Regions from separate parts of the Lactuca sativa genome. Here all the other regions are linked to region 2. Evidence: chromatin contacts called from public Hi-C data. All regions are on one chromosome and are shown on one strand. The core of a region is the stretch at or near the end of the contact, and the rest is flanking DNA. Distances in the headings are between cores, read along the strand shown. Region 1 holds the start of LOC111904660 (inositol oxygenase 1). Region 2 holds the start of LOC111904661 (thaumatin-like protein). Region 3 holds the start of LOC111904659.

Region 1 (4,362 bases), core at 1,788-4,287, 130 kb before region 2:
CATCTTTCTCATTTAAAAACCATATTTTTTTTTTTTGTATAAATACAATGTTTTTTTTTACATTCAAACCATAATATTATGAGAGGTTTTTTTACCTTCATAATCGATTTCAATCTTATCAATGTTCTAATGGGAGGTTTAACTTCACCTGAAATAGGAGAAATGAAAATAAATGTGTAAATTGGATAGATTCCTAGTTTGAGAGAGTGTGGTCAACATACTTTGATGCTTTTTTTAGACAAAATTGCGTCGGATCATCGCCCAATTATTTTAAAGAGTGTTTTCTTTATTACAAGCCAACACCTTTCTGATTCTTTGATTCATGGTCAGACATGAACGCCTTTGATTAGTTGGCCAGGTGTTCTTGGGCGGAATTCCAATTGAGAATTTTTAAAACTTGTGTATTTATTTTGAAGGTAAATTAAAGTATCATAGAAACAAGATAAAGGATTGGAAGTTTAATGCCAATATTTATTATGATTAACATTATGACTACAAGAAATTGAGAAACTAATCATGATAATTATTAACCATGAAGTATAGAAAAATCATATATTAACCACAACTAATAAGAATTTAAAGTTACATTTTCTTGAAAAAGAATTCGGAATGTTGATGATTGTAATTCTAGTTCCCGACTTGCCGTGGTTGATGTATTCACTTTTTTTTTGTGTGTTATTGTGTGTGTAAATTGCATAAAGAAATTGGGCTTTTTGTGGGATGTGTGGGTTTAACCTCTTTGGTGACCAGTTTTTACTATGAGCTTAAAACAAGTATTAAGGTTTTATGACTAATATTGCTCGAACAAATATGAGATGTTGGGGGGGAGGGGGGTGGGGGGGCACACCCGCTAGTCTCAACAAGGGAGGATCCCCTCAACGATTGCATTATCCCATAGAGGTCTTAATCTTGACTCGACTCTATGTGGATCATGTATTGGTGAGTCTGAGTGTGCTAACCACATCCTTGTTAGTTGCCAATTTGTTGCACCAGTACGTGAGAAGATCTTCAGGTGGTGTGGAATTGATCCGCTAGAAGCACACGATGTGAGGGACATTGTGGATTTTGCTACAAAATAGGGAAACAATACTAAAAAATGAAAAAGATTCATTACTATCTGTTACAGATTGATTTGGGTGCTTTGGAAAGTTAGAAACGAATGGTTGTTTCATGCAAGATTTAACACCCTATCCAAAAGTAGTTGAGAATGTTAAATCCCTGATATTTATTTGGATTAATAATAGGGTTAAGGGTGGTTTTTGTAGCCAAGAAGATTGGCTTGTTTCACCTTTTTCCTTGATGTAATTGTACTTGAATTCCATGTTTTGATTTGGGTCCCTATTTAGCTTCTTGCTTTGGGGTGTACCCTTAATAAATCTATTGTTGTTTCCAAACAAAAAAGATATTTTAACTATTATACCACATTTATTATGCATTTATATGAAATTTTATGTTTCCAAAATAAGATACTTATTATTTAGTGAAATGTTTATATTCCATTTATTTTCTTATATATACTAATCGATTCCCATTATATTCATTCTAAATTATTTACATTCATCAATAACTACATAAAGAATATGGTTCATCAAAACTAAACAAAATTAGAAAAAAAAAAAAAAAAAAAAAAAAAAGATGATCAAAATGGAACCAATATCAAAATCGAAAAAAAAAAAAATTAAAACTTACTGCAAAAATTGAAAAAACATTAAAATTTAGTGTATTTTGTGAGTTATTTCTTTAAAATTTTGACAAATAAGAACGCCACATCATAAAAAATGGCATGTTAGAATGTCACGTCAGCAATCAATCGAGTGACCGGTAAAGTGGTTAGAATTATAACAAACTCGAAACACACGATCAAATTACGACAAAAAATAATGTGATGTCAAAAGTGAATTTTAATATAAACTTAATGACTTTTATGAAAAATGGCTCCATTTTTTCCGAAATTTTTATTTCGAAATCTACTCCATTTTAACAAACTGGAAGACATAAATAAATGTATTTTATACACATGTACTCAAACAACTACATTGGTACTAGAAAATACATGAAAAACGTTGAAGTGACAACATCTTGAACATACTTGAAAAACATTCAAATGACAACATCTTGAACTATTTGAGGGTTTCACGCAGTCACATATTAAATCGTGTAGTCATAAGATATAATATATTTAGGACCATTAGAGCATATGATATGAGCAACAAAAGTGGTACTTTTTGTTGTTGTGGTATCTCATAACCTAGTCGTAACAATATAACCCCCCCCCCCCCCCCCCCCCCCCCCCCCCCCAAATCTTGTTAAGATGGTGTTATGACATATCTCCTTGTGACGAAGACAATATGCAACATGAAGTTTAATTGGTTGTTACCTTTATCAACCAATCAAATCATTTTTTTTTTTCTCTCTCTATCTCTTAACATGTTATAATATGGGGAATATCATTTTCCCTTTGGTATTATGGTGGTGTTACGGTTGAAGTGACATATGAATTTTGTATTATAACGTGACTCATATCTAATGCTCTTCCAAATATTAAGTAGTAATTATTTGATTTCGAAGCCGTTATACTTGCACAAAACGATCATAAAAACCTTTTAATGGTTTTCGTCTTCTCCTAGGTTCCAATTTTCAAGTGAAACTCGCAAAGATTGTTCCAAAGAAAATTTGCAAACGTGTGACCATCATTCTTTTCCATTTCACGGGTCATTTTCTTTAAATTTATGAAAAGATGATTATTTTCTAATAATGCATGGTTGCCATTTTCTTATTATTTTACTCATTAACCCATTAATAAATGATAAAACATCTTATCTTATATATCATTATAATTAGACTCAAGATAGATGTCAAACTCATTGTCGATTTGAAAGCATTCCTAAACGTTACGTGAGCGAAAGAGAGAGCAAGTGGCTGAGAGAGTTTATGCCAACGCATGGCTGAGTCACGTGCGTCCCCACCTATCAAAAAAATCTTAAACCTCGGCCCGGTTCCTTTTTCAACGGTTGCCGCTTGCCAACAATCCTAGAATCCCTCCCGTCTCTACACCTATCAACATTTTGATTATTTTCTCCTTTTTTTTCGTATTTAAAACCCAAAATTCAAAATCAATTAATAAAAGAAACAAAAAATTGTTTTTTCAAATGAAGGAGTGGCAAGAGTTTGGGTTTTCAGGGAAGGACTTGGAGACCCTGAATTCTCAGGGAAGGACTTTCCGGCATGTTATAAATACCCTCGTTTTTTCTTCACAATTTGCCACCCATCTTTCTTCTCTTATCTTCACACCACCATTAAATTCTGTCTTTCACTTTTTAGCAAGTTTCCACTCTAAAAATGACGATCATTGTGGATCAACCCCAATTTGGTAACGATTGATTATTATTATTTTTTTTCCGCTTTATTTACAATCTTGACAAGTTTTGATAAATGATGTTAAAATGGATTCTTTTGTTTAGATCGGTTTCTTGAATTAATGCTTCTTGCTATCGAGTTTTGGTATGATCACAAATTCTTCTTGGAATTAAATATACTTTGATTATTGATATTATGTTTTTTTACGAGTTTTGAAGATGTTGATCTTATGTTATTCTAAGAAATTTTAATGATAAAATTACTTTTTTTTTTGTTAATTATTAAAAGTATAAAGTAAAACCACGAAAATCAGAAAATGGTATCAAATTTTGCTTGGATGTTGATTATACTATCATAAGTTTTGGGATTCATCTTAACTTTTTTTTTTTTTTTTTTTTTTTGTTAATAAATCAATTTTCAAGATGAGGTTTTCTTGATTTTATTGGTGTATTTTAAATTTAATTAATTAATTACTTTTCTTGGGCACAGAAAATGAAGATAAAGTGCAGATCCCAAAGAACGGGGAGAAATCAGAATTGGTGTTGGATGGTGGATTTTGTGTTCCCCATGCTAACACTTTTGGCCACAATTTTAGGTCTTTTTCTTTTTATGCCCCTTATATTTCATTATTTCTACTGGAATAAAGGACTTTATGTTTGATTTGTTTATGAATTTAGAATAAATCCCATTACCGTTCATAACAAAGAAGGAATTTTGATCAAATTTCTAGGTTACTAGAGAAAAACTAAAATTGTCACAAAAAAAAAAAAAAAAAAAAAAAAAAAAAAAAAAAAAAAAAGATTACTGGATTTTGGAGTCTATATGATTCTATATAGGTGTTGTGACATTTATTAATTAAATAAAACATGACTTATTCTACGTAAATATTAATTAATATCTTGTTATATAGGGATTACGATGTAGAGAGTGAAAGACAAAAGAGCGTGGAAAACTTTTACCGGGTCAATCACATCAACCAAACAGTTGATTTTGTGAGTATCATTT
Region 2 (4,412 bases), core at 498-2,997:
TCCCGCATTTAGGGTTTTTTTCAAAACCTGGCCAACTCGCCGAGTCAGTCTTCTGAATCGTCGAGTAGTATCTCGTGACCAAATTCACGCTCCTAGTCGTCGAGTCACCAATCTACTCGACGAGTCACTTCCTCATCTTGAGGTTTTCTTTCCTTTCTAGGTCTTCTGAATTCAGGGTGTTACAAGAGGTTTCCCAAAGAAGAGATGATCGAAAATCATAGCCTAATGGGTCCATTTATACTTGTTAGGTAACCAGGATAAACCCTAATTTGAATTTGAAATAATATTAATTTAAACCAAATCAAGTAGTTATCCTCATGAATACTTGAAGGCTTCGATAAGCTCCACATGGAGCCTACAAAACCGTCCAAGCAAGGAATGTTCTAGAATCCTTCATTTGCTCAATTAGTAAGCAAATACAGATCAACCCTTGTACTTCTAATTAATTCCAACTGGCCCAAAGTTAATTCAAAATTGGTATTGATAAATTCTAAATCAATTTAATCAATTTCTAATTAATTTACTAAGCATAATAAATTAATAAATCATTTCATCTTTCTCAAAATGTCATTCTAATCTATGTCTAGTTGTGAGGGCATCCCAAAAGGACTTTGCTTTTAATTACAAGAATATACTAATTTAGGTATGAGGTTAGACATCTTAATCCAACAGTCTCCGATTTGGATAAATCTATAACTACAATTGCACGTAAAACATTGAACCAAACAATAAAGTGTGCTTTCTAAAGCCACTGCCGAACTCTGACCCATACCAGACATCAGCCCTAAGATAAGTGATCAACTATCCCTTCATTCTTCGTGATATTACATGGACACGAGACATGAATTATAATCAATCTCATGGTCCAAGATTATGCCGATTTCCCAAATTTGTGATGATGCCATTAAAATGGGTTAGATTTATCTCTTGAAGTTATACCATAAAATCCCGAAGTTTTACACGTGTAACTGAGGAAAGACTTAACATTTTTTTTTGTTGGTATTGGCCACAACTTTGATGTAGAGTTGTCAGCCCATTTAATTAGTTTCATGCTTAACTCTGTTATATTTCTTGCAAAATCAATCCTAAAATTGGGTATAAAGTCCAAATTTGGTCCTTGTAGTTTGCAAAAAAAATTATACCAAATGCCAAAAAAGTTACGAATTTACACTAAATATCCCTATAGTTTAGGACTGATTTTGAGATTTTCCGACAAGAATAAGATTATCCAACGAGACTTTCCGTTAACAGGAGGTTGCAATTGAGGGCATGAGTTTGTCCGCGATGGGGTAGAGGAATAGAAAGGTGAGCGATTTGGAGAATGAAGGGGTGGTGAAGGTTGTAACAACCATTTTTCGGTGATGGTGAGTTTTCGACAACAAGGCTCTCCGACGAAGCTAGAGACAACGAGGTTGGCTGGGTTATGGTCACAAGGGTGGGGCGAACACATTGGAGGCCTCAATTTATGGCTTAGTAGCGGTTCAATGGTCAATTTTGAAGTTGCAGGTGACTGTGTGAATAGAAGATGACAAAGTTAACGGCAATAACCAATTTTATAAAAAAAGATAACAAAATTAACCATGAAACTAACTAAGTGAATTACACCACCGATAAGTTTACCAATAAATTATAGCTAAAACCAAATACAAAATGTTAGGGTTTTTTTTTTTTTTTTTTTTTTTTTTTTTTTTTTTTTTTTTTTCAAATACACATATAAGACTTAGGCTTTTTTTTTTTTTTTTTTTTCGGGTACAAGTCATTTATTTTTTTCTATTTTATAAACAACACGTTAATTATTCTTACGGACTGGCCTAAAATTTAACATTAAGTAGTGTGTAGTCTGCTGTGGTTCGAGTTGAGAGTCGGTCACTAGCTCTCACTCTTTCTCTCTCTCCATCTCTTTCTCTGTTCCACTCCTACTTTCTACCGCAAATCTCTGATTCTGTTCAGCAATGGAAGCAATGCACCTCCGTAGCATCTCCATCTTCCTCCTCCTTTCTCTCGTCCTCTTCCATGGCGTCTCCGCCACCACCATTATGATGATAAACAAGTGCCCCCACCCAGTTTGGCCCGGAATCCAACCTGGTGCCGGACAACCAGTCCTCGCGCGCGGCGGTTTCAAACTCCCCCCTAAAAGATCCTACACTCTCTTCCTCCCACCCGCCTGGTCCGGTCGTCTTTGGGGCCGTGAAGGCTGCGCCTTCGACGCTTCCGGCCGAGGAAAATGCTCTACAGGAGACTGCGGTGGGTCACTCAACTGCAACGGCATGGGCGGTACCCCACCGGCGACTTTAGCCGAAATCACCCTCACCGCCGAACAGGACTTCTACGACGTCAGTCTCGTCGACGGGTACAACCTTCCGATATCTATAACACCATTTAAGGGTACCGGGAAATGCACTTACGCTGGGTGCGTTAGCGATCTAAATGTGATGTGTCCGGTGGGATTACAGGTCAGGTCGCATGACAAGCGGCGCGTGGTTGCCTGTAAGAGCGCGTGCTCGGCGTTTAACTCGCCGAGATTCTGTTGTACGGGGAGCTACGGTAACCCGCAGACATGTAAACCGACGGCGTATTCGAGGATCTTCAAGGTGGCATGCCCGAGGGCTTATTCATATGCATACGATGATCCGACAAGTATTGCTACTTGCACCGGAGCTAGTTACTTTCTCACTTTCTGTCCACACCATTAGCAATATTTTTAATATAATTATGTATTTCGATAACATAGATTTTTAGTTGAAGTTGGATCTTTTGTGTTTTTTGAATTATGTTTTTGGCTAGAATCGATTATCTTAGATTCGGTATGTTTTGTCTCTTTGGCTTTTTGTTTCTGAAAAAGCAAAAGTTTATAATATAATTTGATTTCTGAATTTGTATGTGATGGAGACATAACATGGTGGAACTGGAGGATTCCAACTATTTAAATAATGTTTGACTACTGGAATGGAACCCTACGATCGTTGAGCTTTTCGACGACGTCGTTTGGGTGATGATATGTTAGTGGGCCGAATGCTCTATTGGGTTATATGGCCCAAGTAAGGCAGGACTTATTAATTTAGCATATTAGGTTTATGTTAGTGGGCCGAACGCTCTATTGGGTTATATGGCCCAAGTAAGGCAGGACTTATTAATTTAGCATATTAGGTTTATGTTAGTGGGCCGAATGCTCTATTGGGTTATATGGCCCAAGTAAGGCAGGACTTATTAATTAGCATATTAGGCTTATCTTCTAAGTTTATTGTTTATCTATATCTATATATCTTATAGCATTTGATATATAGCATTGGTATTTTTTTTTTTCAAATCAAATTTATTTAAAACTTTTTTTTTTTAACTACTACAACTCAAAGGTCTTTTTAAAATTGATTTAACATTCAAAGGTTTATAAGTTATAACTTATATTATTATATCCAATAAGCATTTAATGGAATGTTTACTATAAAAATATTAATATTATGGATATACAAATTTGTAAGTTGTTATATGCAAATTATTTTTTATATTTTTCTTGAATTTTAAATTCTTTTAATACAATCATTGTCGTTGTGTGTTATGGTTTAATCATTAATATATATTAGATCATATACATTTTATCGATTATATGTTATATACCGTGATGTGGATAATAATTAATTATATATGTTAAATATGATTGTTTTGTACCGTTTCAAAAAAATATCTGATTAAAAGTCATGAATATTTTATATTTTCCATGTAAGTATGAAATATATAATTTTTTCTTTTCATCACATGCATTTGAAAACTCATATTACTTTTCAATTTAATTCTAATAATGATTATAAATTGGTTTTTAATTTAATTTTAATAATGATTATAAATTGGTTAATAACCTTAAGTAAGTGCAAAATATAAATTGTAATCTTAAAATTAACTTAACCTCAATATTAAATTAACATATTTTACTTCTACTTATAAAATGATGACTTTAACTTTTAATATATTATATTGAACATATTAATTTTGATATGTTATTTTATGTGAAAAATTGTCGGTTTAAAATCATAATTTTTAAATATTTTGTATAAAATACATAAATTGTTAATTTAAATATAGTGGTAAGTGTTAACTTAAATATAAATTTTAATTAAACTTACAGAAAATCAAACGACTATTTTGTAATTAGTTAAAAGTTAAAATTTTAGCGTTACATGTAAAGCCTAAATTATAATCCCAAGTTAACTAAAATATTTCCTAAACTATTTTTACAAAAAAAATAATTTTTAAATAAGTAGCCTACAAATAACTTACAATAATAGTAGTTAAAAACATTATTATATAAAAGATTATATTGTTATGTTTAAACACAAAAACAATATTTGATGTTTTAAATAACTATGATAATAGAAATTAAAAAGCTAATCAAATAAACATTTAAAAACTAATTCATC
Region 3 (4,902 bases), core at 181-2,680, 150 kb before region 2:
AACTTAGATGGATATTGTGACATCCCCAAATTCACGACCAAAAAAGACCGATTTGTTTATGCTTCATTTGAAAATCAGAGTATCCTTTTAAAGAAAAATGTTGTGGAATTTGTTCCCAATAAAACATGACAAGTACGTTATCGAAGAAAGCAATGAATTAGTCAAAATAAATAATAGCTTCAAACACACTTGAGTTTAAGCATATAATTGACAAATTCTTGTAAATCATGCAAATCCGACTTGAAATTAGAACAATAATCATCCAATTTTTTATAGAACTTCTTAAAACCCACTTGAAATCAAGCAAATAATTGGCCAGAATCGCTAACAACTTGCGAATCCCATTTGAAATTAAATCATATAATTGAATATATTATGGAAGACGGGTAAAAACCCTTTTGGATTCAAGTTATATTGCAGAGAATATAACTTTATAAAATCAAGCAACATAGTGAATGGATTCAAGAGAATCGATACTTGTTGTATATTTGGTCTTCTTTGATCTCCAATTCTAAAAAAAATACTTTTAGAATTGTTATACTAAGAGCACAAATTATAAAACAAAACTGACCCTAAATACCAATTCCACCGATTACTTTGTAACAAAAAATTATAATCCTTCGATTAACAACCTTCATTCAATTAGAAGACAAAGAAAACTACATTTGAATGAACGATTCTACAAGAATAAACTCAATTCCATAAGAATTAGAAAATTTTGTTCCTTCTTGAATTATGAACTTGATATTCGACACATCATTCTTATAGAATAATGTAACCCACTTGTTTGTAATTACTAATCTTTTTGTATCATCACAAATTGAATATTGGTTGTTTATATTCTACTACGTTAATCAATGCTTTCTGATCGACCTTGATTCTTGGAAGATCCTTCTCGATTTGATGGTCCGAATAACTAGTTCTTTCTTATTTTGTGTGCAAGTTGAAAGAGAAAATGGGATCAGTTAACACAAAATATCTGAGGCTCCCTTATTTATTGTTGATGTAAAATTACATTCTTAGCCTATTGAATCCATTTCTTTCAGTTAGCTGCAAGTTTATTTTTATTTTAGCTTAATCATATAAGCAACTTACTTTCTAATAATAATTAAAACTATTGGCTCACATTCAACCATACATCCACACAATCTACATCTTCCACATTATAAATTAACCCTATATATATATATATATATATATATATATATATATATATATATATATATATATATATATATATATATATATATATATATATATATATATATATATATATATATATATACCATCTTATAAAGCATACATAATTTAGTCTTAAACACAACTTATGATGCATGATGTACAATAAATAAAGCTACCCTTTAAAAAATTGTCTTAAAGACAACTTATGCAACTCTCTTTACAACTAAATGATGCATAAAAAATAGGGGGCAAACGTATGCAGAAAAGGAAACCATGGTGACTGGACATCACATGGATCGAGCAGGGTCTAATTATATCTGTCAATCCTTTTCAACGATCCAATGGTTACAAACACCTTCACACTCTCCTAGAATCTTCTGCATTTCAAATTTTGATACCAAAGAATACGCTCCAGTCACCGCCATCTCTACTCCCTCTCGATACCATCAAAACCCTAAAGATTCACCGCTCAGATCTTCCATGTTCTCTCAGTATGATTTGAGGGTGATGGTGCGAAACCCTAACTACAAAGAAACATATTTGACCAAATCTCATATATTTCCTCGACATGAACACCAAACACCCCTGTTCTGGTAAGAGCTTTCAGATTTCTATCTGTGTTATAAAGCCTTTGTTATTATATTTTGTCTTTGTCCTTTTCGTCAGCTTATACTATTCGTTTGATAAAACTCAGAATTAAAGAAGGAAAGTTAACATTCAGATTCTATCAGTTTAACCTGTAATTGATGGACTTAGATCTCTTTTTTGTTACAGATATTGTGGTTTTAGGGAAGTTTACTGAAAGGAGTTGCAGGAACAAAAATCAAAGGGACGAAGGGGAACATAAAGGTGAATGAAAAATTGTTGCGTCCTTTTGTTTAATTTTTTTGCCCCCTCTTTTACGAGCCCTAAATTGAAATTTGTCTTACTTGGGTTTTTAATCTGGTGCATCTATAGTCGCAGGGAATAGTCCAAGTCGTCAAGCAGGGTTGATTCTTTGCTTTGTCTGACATTGTTATTTGCTTTCCTGGGTTAGATTTTGATTTTCCTTCCTTTTTGTTTCTTGATTTCACATGTTTGATTGTTCTTCCACAGGTTCTTATGCTTTTTAGCTCAAATAAAGCTATACATTTTTTGGTCAACAAACCTTCTGAAACACAACCCACCACCACAGTTGTCACTAACCTTAGATCTTAAGCTCAACACTGCCACAACTCGCCTCCATTTAACTCTGCTACCATCACTTCTACTTCATGGAAACACATCTATATATCTCTCTCTAATATCATATCTAAATCTTCAACACACCTCAGTCTCGCTCTCTTCCTTTCTTTCTTTATTGATGCCCCATCGTTCAGATCACATGCAAACACACAGATTAATTATCATTGTTCCTTTTCTCATTCGATCTGTACAAAAGAAACATAGAAACCATTTTTTGTCTTTTCGGTGGAAGATGTTCCAGATCTGTGTGCATGTTTTAAGATGTTTCATATTTGTGTGCATATTGTGTATGGTGTAGATCTATGTATGATTTTGATTTGTGTTATCTAAGTAGGTTGATTATTTGTATTTATTACATGTATGTATTCTTTTTAATTTTTTTTAGCAATGGAAAAGATAATTGATCAGGAAGATGAACATGGATGTTCATATTGTAAAGGAATTAAGAAGAAAGTAAGAGTTAGGTTTATTTTTTTGTTTGGATCTTGAATTTTTAGTTTCTGATTAGATCTTCTTCAAAAATTTGAACTCCAACAGTTCTATGTTTCTATAATAAATTTTGTTAACAATTTATGTAAGTTTCTATATGTGTCGGTGTGTTTGAATGTTTTTTAGCATGTCTACACTTTTTTATTTAAGTTTTTAAAAGGTTAGAGTAATAAATTTACAGATCCAGAGGTCAGAAAGTATTTTGTTTTTGTTTCATTTAAAATGTAACCATCTTTTTACCTGGTAAATTATTTAACGATGAAATAAAAGTTTTATGTTTTGGTTGTTTAAAATAAGTTTAATTGTGTTCATGTATGTAAGGTTGTCGTGCGTTTGTATATTAATATTTGGTGTTACAAGTTTCATTTCATGGGTATAATTGTGAAATTTGTATATAATTTGATATTTTGTTGTAAAACAACAATTAATTAAAAATAAAGATGATTATCAATGAATGAGAAATGAGGATTATTAATATAAATTTGTGATTATAACTTTTAACAAAGTACATTTGTGAAAAGTGACTGCTTAGTTCATCACCTAATAGTGTAGCTTATACACATGGTGAAAAGTGACTACTCACCTCATGCTAGCTTCTACAGTTGAAAAGCGAGTACCTACAATTAATGGGGATACGAAATCAAACGAAAAGTGAGTGCTTACAACTAATGGGTATGTGAGATCAACCGTAAACAATCTTGATAAATTAATGTCAAAAGAAAACCAAGATTTTGCAAATAATAATGCAAGTAATAACTTGAATCTAAACATTTAAGAGGATAGAAATACTAAACGAAAGTGATATTCAAGTTTCTTTGTCAATTTTGTTAGATGCCTTTACGAATTCAAAATATAACCCATGATGAAAATATGTATAATTAAAAAATGTCTCCTTAATTTTGTTAGATGTCTTTACGACTTCATTATATAACCCATGATGAGAATTCGTATAATTTTCACTTTTCTTTATGTGTTGTAAAATGAAAATAAATAAAATAAGACTTCTCTAATCAACAAAAATAAACTTATAATACCAATGCTTCGTGTGTCATCCAACAGTAAAAAGTATTTATTGTTGCATTGCATCTCTTTTCAATAACACATTTTCCGAAAGAAAAGAGAATCCGTTCGTTGAATCGAAACTAATCACCAAATGGAGACCGGAAACTAACTACCAATCAAACCTATTCATAAACCCTTCATTGAAGACCGCTACATATACTTTTACATTTAACCTAATCGTAAAATAAAACCAGTATAATAGATGATATCAGATAAGAAACTATTTTGCCTCAACATTTACGTACCTAGCTAGAAATTAATCGACAAAATGAACTATCTAACACAAAAACTATACTAAAACTAAAACAAACTATCTAGCATGAAAAGGAAATTAACCGCCGCATTAAAACTATTTGCTGTATTAAACTATCTCGCACGCCGCATCGCACGGGTACCATACTAGTATATATATATATATATATATATATATATATATATATATATATATATATATATATATATATATATATATATATATATCCCCTAATTTAATAAAATAAGTATATTTTTGCCACGTGGCAATTACTAAGCCCCTCCCCAAGCTAATTTTCCAGCTCAAAATTGTCAAACTGAAATACCACATTTTCCCTTAAAGTCAAACTTATTATGCGATTAGTATCCAAAAAATTCAGCAAGAAATTAGGAAATCTTCTGTTGTTCAACCGTTTCTTCTCTAATCTCTTCAATACTTTTGGAAACCAAATTAATTTGATTGAAATTTTAAAACACATCAAATCCCCAAACATTTCTCCATTCCGAAAAATCAGTAATCATTGATTAGCAAGATAGGAACCAATTCCATGGCAATCCGCTAATTCTAGCTCCTTATTCTCTTTGTATAACCCTCATATAAAAAATCAGCTGCTATCTAAAAGCAAAATTGGGAGAGCCAAAACCGGAAGAAGCTGATTTTTTATATCTGAGGGTTACAAAACATCATACGGA

The links. A called contact is a pair of places that touch in the nucleus more often than the background predicts.
Region 1: a Hi-C map of leaf shows a contact between it and region 2, with 9 times the contacts expected there. The contact joins the promoter of LOC111904660 here to the promoter of LOC111904661 in region 2. A contact is called at or near these places in 2 of 4 Hi-C or Micro-C datasets (leaf and seed).
Region 3: a Hi-C map of leaf shows a contact between it and region 2, with 7 times the contacts expected there. The contact joins the promoter of LOC111904659 here to the promoter of LOC111904661 in region 2. A contact is called at or near these places in 2 of 4 Hi-C or Micro-C datasets (leaf and seed).

Annotation. Positions count from the first base shown.
Region 1 is chr4:172,376,559-172,380,920 of Lsat_Salinas_v11, forward strand. LOC111904660 (inositol oxygenase 1) reads left to right here and starts at 3,038. Exons shown (of 10, transcript XM_023900400.3): 1 at 3,038-3,370; 2 at 3,847-3,952; 3 at 4,268-4,349. The coding sequence starts at 3,340.
Region 2 is chr4:172,511,283-172,515,694 of Lsat_Salinas_v11, forward strand. It overlaps LOC111904661 (thaumatin-like protein), which reads left to right and starts at 1,748. Exons shown (of 1, transcript XM_023900401.3): 1 at 1,748-2,873. The coding sequence starts at 1,953. The coding sequence ends at 2,693.
Region 3 is chr4:172,358,993-172,363,894 of Lsat_Salinas_v11, forward strand. It overlaps LOC111904659, which reads left to right and starts at 1,431. Exons shown (of 4, transcript XM_023900399.3): 1 at 1,431-1,775; 2 at 1,957-2,031; 3 at 2,140-2,170; 4 at 2,278-2,984. The coding sequence starts at 1,751. The coding sequence ends at 2,704.